Linked DNA regions of Sus scrofa: all the other regions are linked to region 1. The links are chromatin contacts, called in public HiChIP or PLAC-seq maps. All regions are on one chromosome and are shown on one strand. Each heading gives the region's core, a stretch centred on a gene start, on an enhancer-like site or on the middle of the called end of the contact. The rest is flanking DNA. Distances are from core to core; before and after follow the strand shown. Region 1 holds the start of AKAP8L (A-kinase anchor protein 8-like). Region 2 holds the start of NOTCH3 (neurogenic locus notch homolog protein 3). Region 3 overlaps BRD4 (bromodomain containing 4).

Evidence for each region. HiChIP or PLAC-seq counts read pairs in DNA pulled down with a chosen protein or histone mark.
Region 2: an H3K27ac HiChIP or PLAC-seq map of skeletal muscle shows a contact between it and region 1. The contact joins the promoter of NOTCH3 here to the promoter of AKAP8L in region 1. A contact is called at or near these places in 4 of 47 Hi-C or Micro-C datasets (embryonic fibroblasts, epiblast stem cells, heart right ventricle and 1 more) and 2 of 2 datasets of contacts at active chromatin or transcription factors (alveolar macrophages and skeletal muscle).
Region 3: an H3K27ac HiChIP or PLAC-seq map of alveolar macrophages shows a contact between it and region 1. The contact joins the enhancer-like site here to the promoter of AKAP8L in region 1. A contact is called at or near these places in 1 of 5 promoter capture datasets (fetal liver), 3 of 47 Hi-C or Micro-C datasets (embryonic fibroblasts, heart right ventricle and skeletal muscle) and 2 of 2 datasets of contacts at active chromatin or transcription factors (alveolar macrophages and skeletal muscle).

What each region holds. Positions count from the first base shown.
Region 1 is chr2:62,183,158-62,186,240 of Sscrofa11.1, forward strand. AKAP8L (A-kinase anchor protein 8-like) reads left to right here and starts at 1,578. Exons shown (of 24, transcript XM_005652898.3): 1 at 1,578-1,732. The coding sequence starts at 1,720.
Region 2 is chr2:62,362,844-62,365,926 of Sscrofa11.1, forward strand. NOTCH3 (neurogenic locus notch homolog protein 3) reads left to right here and starts at 1,664. Exons shown (of 33, transcript XM_021083631.1): 1 at 1,664-1,879. The coding sequence starts at 1,762.
Region 3 is chr2:62,315,859-62,318,941 of Sscrofa11.1, forward strand. BRD4 (bromodomain containing 4) reads left to right here. Exons shown (of 19, transcript NM_001204772.1): 4 at 221-510; 5 at 1,181-1,543; 6 at 2,365-2,493. Among named protein-coding and RNA genes, the nearest start is that of BRD4, 9.6 kb to the left of the region's middle. Within about 2 kb of position 1,668, at least 8 of the 83 cell types and tissues checked have an H3K27ac peak or open chromatin away from gene starts, as enhancers often do. A contact at or near this core is called in alveolar macrophages and skeletal muscle, where this site is marked.

The DNA of each region.
Region 1 (3,083 bases), core at 328-2,827:
ACAGTTATAAACTCATGACCAATCTCTTTAGCTGTAAACCCTCTGTGCCCTTCTCCCTTTCCCCCATCTGAGTTATGGTGAAGCACATCCTGGTCATCAGTCAGATCAGTTAATCTCTTAATATTTCCACATATTCCTCTGAAGGATATGGACTTAAAAAGTGCAATTGTTAAACTAAAGAAAGGGACAGTTCTTCAATATCAATTAATGTCAGCAGCACCATGCTTTAAAACAAACTTTTAAAGTAAAACCAAAAAAAAAAGTCATACAGTTTGAATTCGCACAAACACACAAGTACAGTTTACAGTGTCTACAGCTCTGTCAAGTCATCTCCTAGAAGATATGAGATGTCTCTGAAAGTGGGTCCCACACATCCAGTGTGGGTGCTGGGGAACAGCCTGGCTGGGCTACTGCAGGGGTTCCTAAGTCCAAAACAAACAGGTTTAGAGGGGAAGTTCCCACTTTAACACTTGTGTCAAGGATCATGAGTGATGAAGTCCAAGCCTCAATTTTATCTTTTTTTTTTTTCTCAATTTTATCTTTTAAGTGGGGATTTTTAAAAGAGTTTCCTTGTAGATAAGAAGGAGCATTTACATGATAATACAAATATATATAGCATATATGTAATATAAACATGCTATATAAATATATTTGTTATGTAATGGTAGATAACCAAATGCAACATTTCAGCACACCTGGCACTGGGCTGAATTTTTAAAATTTCTTTTTTGGGTGCACCCCCCCCCAACACACACACATGCAGAAATCCCTGGGCTGGAGGTCCAACTGTGCCCCAGGAGCTACCTGAGATTCTGCAGTGACAACAGGATTCTTAACCTACAGAGCCACAAGAGAACTCTGACTGAATTCTTTTTTCTGCTTTTTAGGGCCGCACTTGTGGCATATGGAGGTTCCTCCAGCTAAGGGTCAAATTGGAGCTGTGGCCCATGCCACAGCTACAATCACAGCAACTCCACTTCCCACCCGCGTCTGCAACCTACACCACAGCTCACAGCAGCGCCAGATCGTTATCACACTGAGCAAGGCCAGGGATGGAACCTGCATCCTCATGGATCCAGGTTGGGTTTGTTTCAGCTGAGCCACAACAGGAATTCGGAATGAATTATTTACATTTATCTCATATGTCTGACCGTGTGCCCCGTATCTTGTTTGGCGCTTAGTTATAGTTTTCATTCCAACATGGCTCTACCGTGTTCGTTATGAAGGCCAGAGAAGTCAGAAATAGTCTAGGTTGGCATAATAGCCTCGAGGCAAAGCCGGGATTGGAGCAGCACCCTGAGCTGTTGAGCCGGCTCCCTCTGGCGGGCTTCCAGGACACAGGCCCACCTCCCGCCCGGCCCCGCTTGGGCCTCAGGTCTTTCCGTAGTGCACAGCTCCTCCCCTTCGAACTCTACAGGATTCCACCTCCCGGCCGTCTTCTCTCAGCCAATAACCGTAGTGTCGGCATAACGAGAGGCGGGAATAGGGCGGGGCGATCATGAGATTGACAGTGCCCTCAGCCACGGGCATAGGGACTCTCCGAGATCGACAACAAGGTCATCCAACAAGCGTGAAGCTAGGGTCCGGCGTGAGCCAATGCGGTCGGGAGGAGGGGCTAAGCTGTGTGTAGAAGGGGCTTGGGGGATTGTCGCCGCTATCGCGGCTTTGGACGCGTGGAACCCCCTGCTGTAGTCTTCAAGTGTAGTGTTAGCTGCTGCCATGAGCTACACAGGTGAGCCTGGCAGGGTAGGGGTCGGGCTCCGGGTGGGGTGGGACAGGGGTGTGCCAGGGCCGGGCCAGGCTTGTCCGCGACTCCCCCGGGGCTTGGACACTACTCTTTCTGCGGTCACAAAATGGCGCCGTGGGCCCGTCGCCTCAGTTTCGCGCCCCTCTCGTCTCGGCGTCTCAGGTTCTCTGTCCTGGCAGCTTTGGGTCTCGGCTCCTGGCCTCCCTAAGTCTTGTCTTCTGTCATCTGTATCTGTGGTCCTCGGCCTCGGTTCCTGGTCAGGCCTCTTGGGCCCTCGACGTCTCAGGTTGCCCCTTCTCAGACTTCAGGCCTTCAGGTCAGTCTGCGGACTCAGCTGCTATTACCGTTACCATTACCATACTCTTCTCCCTTGCGTAGTTTCCACTGCCGGATGCCGCAGCTGCCGTCTTTGCCCCGGGGAGATGAATAAATAAATATTTGAAGGGTTTGGGCTGAGTGGGGAACCTTGGGTCCTTAGGGGCCGAGCCGGAGCTTTGTGAGGAATGGCACGCTTCCGTGTTGACTCATTCAGTATCTGTCAAATTCATCTCTCAGGTGCCGAATACACTCTGGAATAGTGACAAGAATTCCTCAAGTATTTTATAGAGGAGAGCAGGCCATAATCGGCAAACATAGTATATATTCTGGGGTGTTCAGTACTCTGAGACGGTTGATGTGTTACATAGGGTGGTTGGAGAGCTCTGAAGAGGTGACATTTTAGCAGAGACCCGAATGAAATGAGTGAGTTAAGGTATCTGGCCCAGGGGGCCCTCAGCATAAAGACCCAGTGTTAGGAACTGCCTGGCTTGTTAAAAGATCAGTCAGGGAAATCAGTGGGATTTGAGCAAAGGGGAGGGTGGATGATGAAATTAGAGAGGGTGCCATAGGATATGTTTGGGTGATTGCAAATCATCCCTGGGTGAACTCAGAAGATGCTTGGGTTTGCCTTGGAAATAACTGATGAGGCTTCTCAGCCAGAAGCTTCCTTGGTAATGGGGTTATTACAGGCTTGAGCATGTGTGGTTGCCAGGTAACCTGCATTCGACTTGGAATGTTTAGGACTGGGAATGGAATCTGAGCCTCTGGGGCTTCTCTATAGGCTGCTTTATGTACTGTCAGCCCTCCCTTTTCCAGGTTAGGAGCTTGGCGAGAAACCAAATTTCTTTCTTTTTTTTTTTTTTTTGTCTTTTTGCCTTTTCTTGATCCGCTCCCCCGACATATGGAGGTTCCCAGGCTAGGGGTCTAATAGGAGGTGTAGCCTCTGGCCTACGCCAGAGCCACAGCAACTCGGGATCCGAGCGGCGTCTGCGACCCACACCCGAAGCTCACAGCAATG
Region 2 (3,083 bases), core at 414-2,913, 180 kb after region 1:
GAAATGGCACTATTCTGTGTTTTATATTATTTCAAAACAAAAAGTTTTAAAATTGCTCAAACATCTCTGGGGTGCCCATATGACTATCTCCCACTTTGGTGCCCCATGCTCAGTCCTTGTTCAGCTGCCTCATGGGTGACCCTCAGGCTCTGTTTCAGCATCTCATCTCCAACCTATTCCTCCACCCTTGCAGTCTCATCACCAAGCCGAATACCTACAAGTCAGCCTGGCTACTTCTCCTCCTCCTCAGGGCCAGCCCAACCTGACCCATCCACCCTCCTTCCCAACTAGACTCTGACCCTTCCTCTGGGTGCAGAACTCTTCCTCTGCTGTGATGTCTTTCTTCCAGTTCTGGGCTGAGCTCCAGTGAACTTTCCTTGGGGAAGCCCTCCCTAGGGGAGGAAGGTGTATCCCCAATCCCTGGAACAATGCTGGACATAGAGCTGGAGCTTTAATACCTACTTGTTGAATAAATGAATGAATGAATAAGTAACTCCCTTACCCCAGGCAGAGCCCTCACCAGCCCCTCTGTGTGCTTTCCCCAGTCTCTGTCCTTACTTCTGGCCCAGCCCTAAGCCCACAGTGCTGAGGGTGTCTCTATCTGGCTTTTTCTTCCCCAGACTGAGGGCTTCCCCAAACTGGGCTTGGGGCTTTTCAGGGGTGCCCATTCTCACTACAGGACAGAGCCCACTGCAGTGGCTTTTGCATCATGACTGCTTTTGGAAAAGGCAGTTTGATCAAATTGAACAAGATTAGCTTAATGGCAAAGCTAATGGGGTATGTATGTGTAGGGTATGGGGTGGGGTTAGGGGTTGGGGTGGACGTTTGGGGTTCACACGTATAGTGAGGAGGAAGGGGTGCTTTTTAGGGAGGGCTGAGAGAAAGGGTATGGGAGTTTTCAAGCATGCATGAGACTCCCAGCATGTGTTTGAGGTCCGAGGCTGCAAGTATTACCCATGGCTCAAGGCCTGGCTGAGCCTGAGTTTAGGGTTTGTGAGTGTTTCAGATTTTTTTTTTTTTTTTTTTTTTGTCTTTTGTCTCTTTAGGGCCGCTCCTGCGGCACATGGAGGTTCCCAGGCTAGGGGTCTAATAGGAGCTGTTGATGCCAGCCTACACCAGAGCCACAGCAATGCCAGATCCCAGCCACGTCTTTGACCTACACTACAGCTCACAGCAACGCTGGATCCTTAACCCACTGAGCAAGGCTAGGGATTGAACCCACAACCTCATGGTTCCTAGTCGGATTCGTTTCCGCTGCGCCAAGACGGGAACTCCTGTTTCAGATTTTAAGTCCCCAGGAAGTTCTGTGCACGTATCGGTAATTGTGCATCCTGGCTGTGTGTTCAGGAGCCTTGCAGGACGTGCCTGGCTTCAGTTTCAGGGTGTGGGGGGGTGTCTGTGCGTCTGTCCTTGTTCTGTGTCCAGGCTCAGAGTGTGCGTTGGGGAGCAGGAGATGTTCAGGAAGCTAGGTGTGTCTCTCACACACCTCGTTGTCTGGGCCCGCGCCTCACTGCATAGCTGGCCTGAGTTTCCTTGAGGGTCTGTGGGTCCCAGGCCGTGTGGGTGGAGGGTGGGTGCCGGGGGCGGGGGAGCTCAGGGCCGGCCCTGGGGCGGGGCAAGCAGCCCAGGGCTGGGGGCGGGGCGGCCTGGCAGTCTCACTTCAACGAAGTTGGCGGCGCGGAGGCTGGCCCCGGACGCGCCCGGAGTCCAGGGAAGGAGGGAGGAGGGAGGAGGGAGGAGGGAGGGTCGCGGCCTGCCGCCATGGGGCTGGGGCCCCGCGGCCGCCGCCGCCGCCGTCGCCCGATGTCGCCACCGCCGCCCCTGCCGTCCGTGCGGACGCTGCCCCTATTGCTGCTGCTAGCGGGGTCCGGGGCTGCAGGTGAGGGGCCTGGACCTGGCGGGTGGGATGCGGTGGGTGTGTAGGAGAAGAGTAAGAACGGAGTGCAATCTCCACTGCCCTGAGTCTGGGCCTAGGGGACCTGGAAACCAAGGGCCAGAGAGAAGGGGCAGGGAGCTCTGGAGCCCAGGGTCTGTGTCCCGGGGGTTGGGTCGGGTGGGGTGGGGTGGGGTGGGATGGGGTGGGTGGCGGGTGGGCAGGGACTCAGAATTGGTAGTGAGGACGAGACAAGACCCTAGAGACCCGAGGAACTGGGGCCCAGGAAAGATCTGGGTTGGCAATGAAGGGACGCAGGGGTCTGGAACTAGGAGCTCTAGTGCGGGGATCAAGATTAGCGGGTGTGTGAAGGGTAACCAAGAGTCTGGGGCTCTCTCACAACCCACGCCCATCTGAAGTCCTGGGAAGGTCATGATTGGAACTCAAGTACCACCAGGCCGGGGACCCCTAGCACAAAAGCTCCCCCCCGCTCCCTGGGGCAGGCCTGGCCGGGCGGGGGGCGGGGAGGGGGCGCGAAGTTCTCGGAGTTCTAAACTCAGAGAAAACTTCCCAGGCCGGAGCGCCGGAAGACCCGGAGCCGGAGTTGGAGCTGGAGCTAGAGCGGCGTCCGCGCCCCTTCCCCCGCCCGCAGCCCAGCTCCCTCCCCTGACCGCCGGGACCCGGCGGCCCCGGGACCCCGTCCCCGCCTTGGACACAGAGGGAGGGCAGGGGGCGCGAGCCCACGTGCTCCTCTCCCGCTCCAGCGCCCTTCTCCTCAGCCCTAGCCCCTCCCCAACCGGCCGGGGGGCCCCTGCTCCTCCCCCTCCCCCTCTCCCCTCCCTCGCCGGGGACAATGGCCGCGCCGTCTAGACACCCCCTCCCCCTGGCCGGCCTCGCGCTTTCTTTGCCAGACAAAGCGGGACAGCGGCGGGGCCCGGGCGGGGGCTGCGGAGGAGCACCCCCCAAGGGAGGCCTGGCCGGCAGGGGAGGGACACTGGCCTAGTGGCCCTGGCCCAGGATCCCTGGACGCTGCTGCGGACTCAGCACTCGGGGCGTGGGGGCTGTGGGAGCAAACAGGCCTCCCCAGCCCAGCCCCAGGCTGGTGGGGCAGGACCAGGCAGGAGCAGCCGCCCCCGCGAGGCCATGGCACATGGACATGTCCTGTCACACTCACAGGCACACAGTCCTGGATCACACATACAGAGATACA
Region 3 (3,083 bases), core at 418-2,917, 130 kb after region 1:
GTAGAATACGGTATGTCACTGCTCTTGGAAGCCCCCTGGGACAGGTGGACAGATCTTGCTGAGGTCCAGGATATTCCGTTGTTCTGTCTCTTAGGCAAATAAGTGACTGTGTGCCATGCCCATGCAGATGAGTGCTCACCACGTGTGGCAGTGTCTCCCCACAAGGTCAGCCAGCATGCAGGCACAGCATCTAACCACCTGTTCTTTTTATGATTGCTAGTGTCGGCAAAACCTGGCATCTCTACGGTACCAAACACAACACAAGCATCGACTCCTCCGCAGACCCAGACCCCTCAGCAGAATCCTCCACCCGTGCAGGCCACTCCTCACCCCTTCCCTGCCGTCACCCCAGACCTCATCGTCCAGACCCCTGTTATGACAGTGGTACCTCCCCAGCCACTGCAGACACCCCCGCCGGTGCCCCCTCAACCACCACCCCCACCCGCTCCAGCCCCCCAGCCCGTGCAGAGCCACCCACCCATCATTGCGGCCACCCCACAACCTGTGAAGGTGAGCATTCTCTGCATGTGTCTAGCTCAGCCTGGCCACTGGCTGGCTCCTGCCGCCTCAGCTAAATGACCCCTTCCTCCTTCCTCTCCATTTCATTGAGACTTACAGTAAACAGTCACCTGTCCTTCTGGTTCTTGGGGCACTTGTGGGTGTTGCGGGGTTGGGGGTTGAATCATGCTGTGTTTAAATGAGCATAGCCCAGAAGCTACTACCCTGCTGATACAGAAAGATCCCCTAATTGAGTCAAACCTCCCAGGGAGTTGCTATGCTTCCCCCATTTCTAATTTAGACCACATGTTTGCAGATGCTGTCTAAACATGTTCCGAGATATACCTCCCATGGGTGGCCAGAGTGACAAGGGTTGGCTCTAGGAGAGTTCCCTGATCTATAGGAAACTGCTTTAGGAGGACTCTATGGTCTCCAATAAGCAGATCCCACACTCAGTTGTGTGCTTTTTCCTGCCACTGGCAGGGTCCTGTCCCAGCTGCAGAACAGAGTGGTGGGACAGGGTCTCTCTGTCTTCAATCCTTCACCTGTGGAATTACCTTTGGGCCCTGTTCCCTGTGAGTGTTGAGACCCTAGAAAGGACCTGGCTTCAGGAGTGACCCTGAGGGCCCGCTGTGCCGGCTGCCGCTTCTGACCGTGCCTATCACGCCTGTGCTCTCGGCAGACAAAGAAGGGGGTTAAGAGGAAAGCAGACACCACCACCCCCACCACCATCGACCCCATTCACGAGCCTCCCTCACTGCCCCCGGAGCCCAAGACCACCAAGCTGGGCCCCCGGCGGGAGAGCAGCCGGCCTGTTAAGCCTCCGAAGAAGGATGTGCCCGACTCGCAGCAGCACCCAGCGCCAGATAAGAGCAGCAAGGTCTCAGAGCAGCTTAAGTGCTGTAGTGGCATCCTCAAGGAAATGTTTGCCAAGAAGCATGCGGCTTACGCCTGGCCATTCTACAAGCCCGTGGACGTGGAGGCGCTGGGCCTACATGACTACTGTGACATCATCAAGCACCCCATGGACATGAGCACTATAAAGGTGAGTGGATGTACCCCCAGGAGGTGGGGAATGGGCTCCATGGGACAAGGAAGGCCTGTCTAGGAGGAGGCTTCTCCAAGAGGAGTAGCTGACAAAACTCTTCTTACCAGCCCAAAGAAGCCTAGCGCCCCCTGCTGGGGATTGTGGGGGATATCTGAGATCCTCTGGCCATTTTAGTCACAGCAGTGCTGACCCCTCTGCTGAAGACAAACCCTTTGTGGCCTTGAGGCCAAGTGCCCATAGAGGCCTTCATGTGGTAGATGCTCCAGGAGAGTTTAGGGAGTGGTGACTTTGCCAGGTTCTGTGTCATGGAAGGGGCAAGTGCTGGCATTTTCATTGTAATGTATTTTGAGGCCTCTTCGGTTTTGTTTATTTTAAGCCTTTTGGCATTTTTCTCCTATTCCGAGTTGAATAAACCTGCTCAAACTTGGGCAGAGCAGGGAACATTGCTGTCTTCCTTTTGACCAGTGTCCTGTCCTATGTCACAAAGGCAAGTATACATCAGGTCAGAGTTGGGTCTAGCACTCCCTTTACAATTCTGGTTTAAGCTTCTGTGAATTCTGTGTCCATTCGTCTTTTAGCCAGGCGTGGTGAGTAGGTTTGGATACTAGCAGAACAATTCCTAGCCCTGAGATTTACTGTTGAGTGTTTCTTTGTCTACCTCATGCTAGCACTGCAGTGATAACCTTTTCCTACTAGGGTCGGGTTAAACCCAGAGCTTTTGAGAAGCCACCTTTTTCCTACAGGCAGCCCTCCTTGCTGCCCCTCCCCATTGGAGCAGGGGCAGCCATGGTTAACCAGGACTTGTCCTGTTTTTCCAGTCTAAACTGGAGGCCCGTGAGTACCGCGATGCTCAGGAATTTGGTGCCGATGTCCGATTGATGTTCTCCAACTGCTACAAGTACAACCCTCCTGACCATGAGGTGGTGGCCATGGCCCGCAAGCTCCAGGTGAGGCTCTGGGGAAGCTCCAGGTGTGGCATCCTGCAGCAGAGCAGGCTGGGGTCCTGGGTGGGCCAGGCCTCTGTGGGCTTTGGAAATTTTATTTATTTATTTTTATTTTATACTTTCTTTGGTATTATGCCATGTTGCTTTGAAAGAGTGAACTAAAGTCAGAAAAATGTACATTTTACATTGGGATTATTTCATTATGATTAAAGCAGGGTGATTGGTTTTGTTCTTGGACATTAGGGGTTTGGGGTGTCCCACTGAAAGTCCCACCCCACAACCCCACCTGTATTCGGGTGCCCTTGGCCAGAAGAGTACACATGCTACATGGCCCAACCTCTTCTCCAAAACAGACCTGTTTCAAGTCGACGAGGGACACTCTTGCCAGGTAGACACTGTCATAGTTGTGAGCTGAAATAATGTTCAACTGTGGGCTTTCTTCACCAGAGCCTTGAAAGCCTTTGTTGCCTTTTAACTACAGGATGGCTGCTTCTAGATGTTCCGTGTGGCCATGATGCCCTGATGAGTGGGATTTATGGCCCCTAGGAGTTGATTCTGGGTGATAAACACTGTAGAGTGCACACATGGGTGGA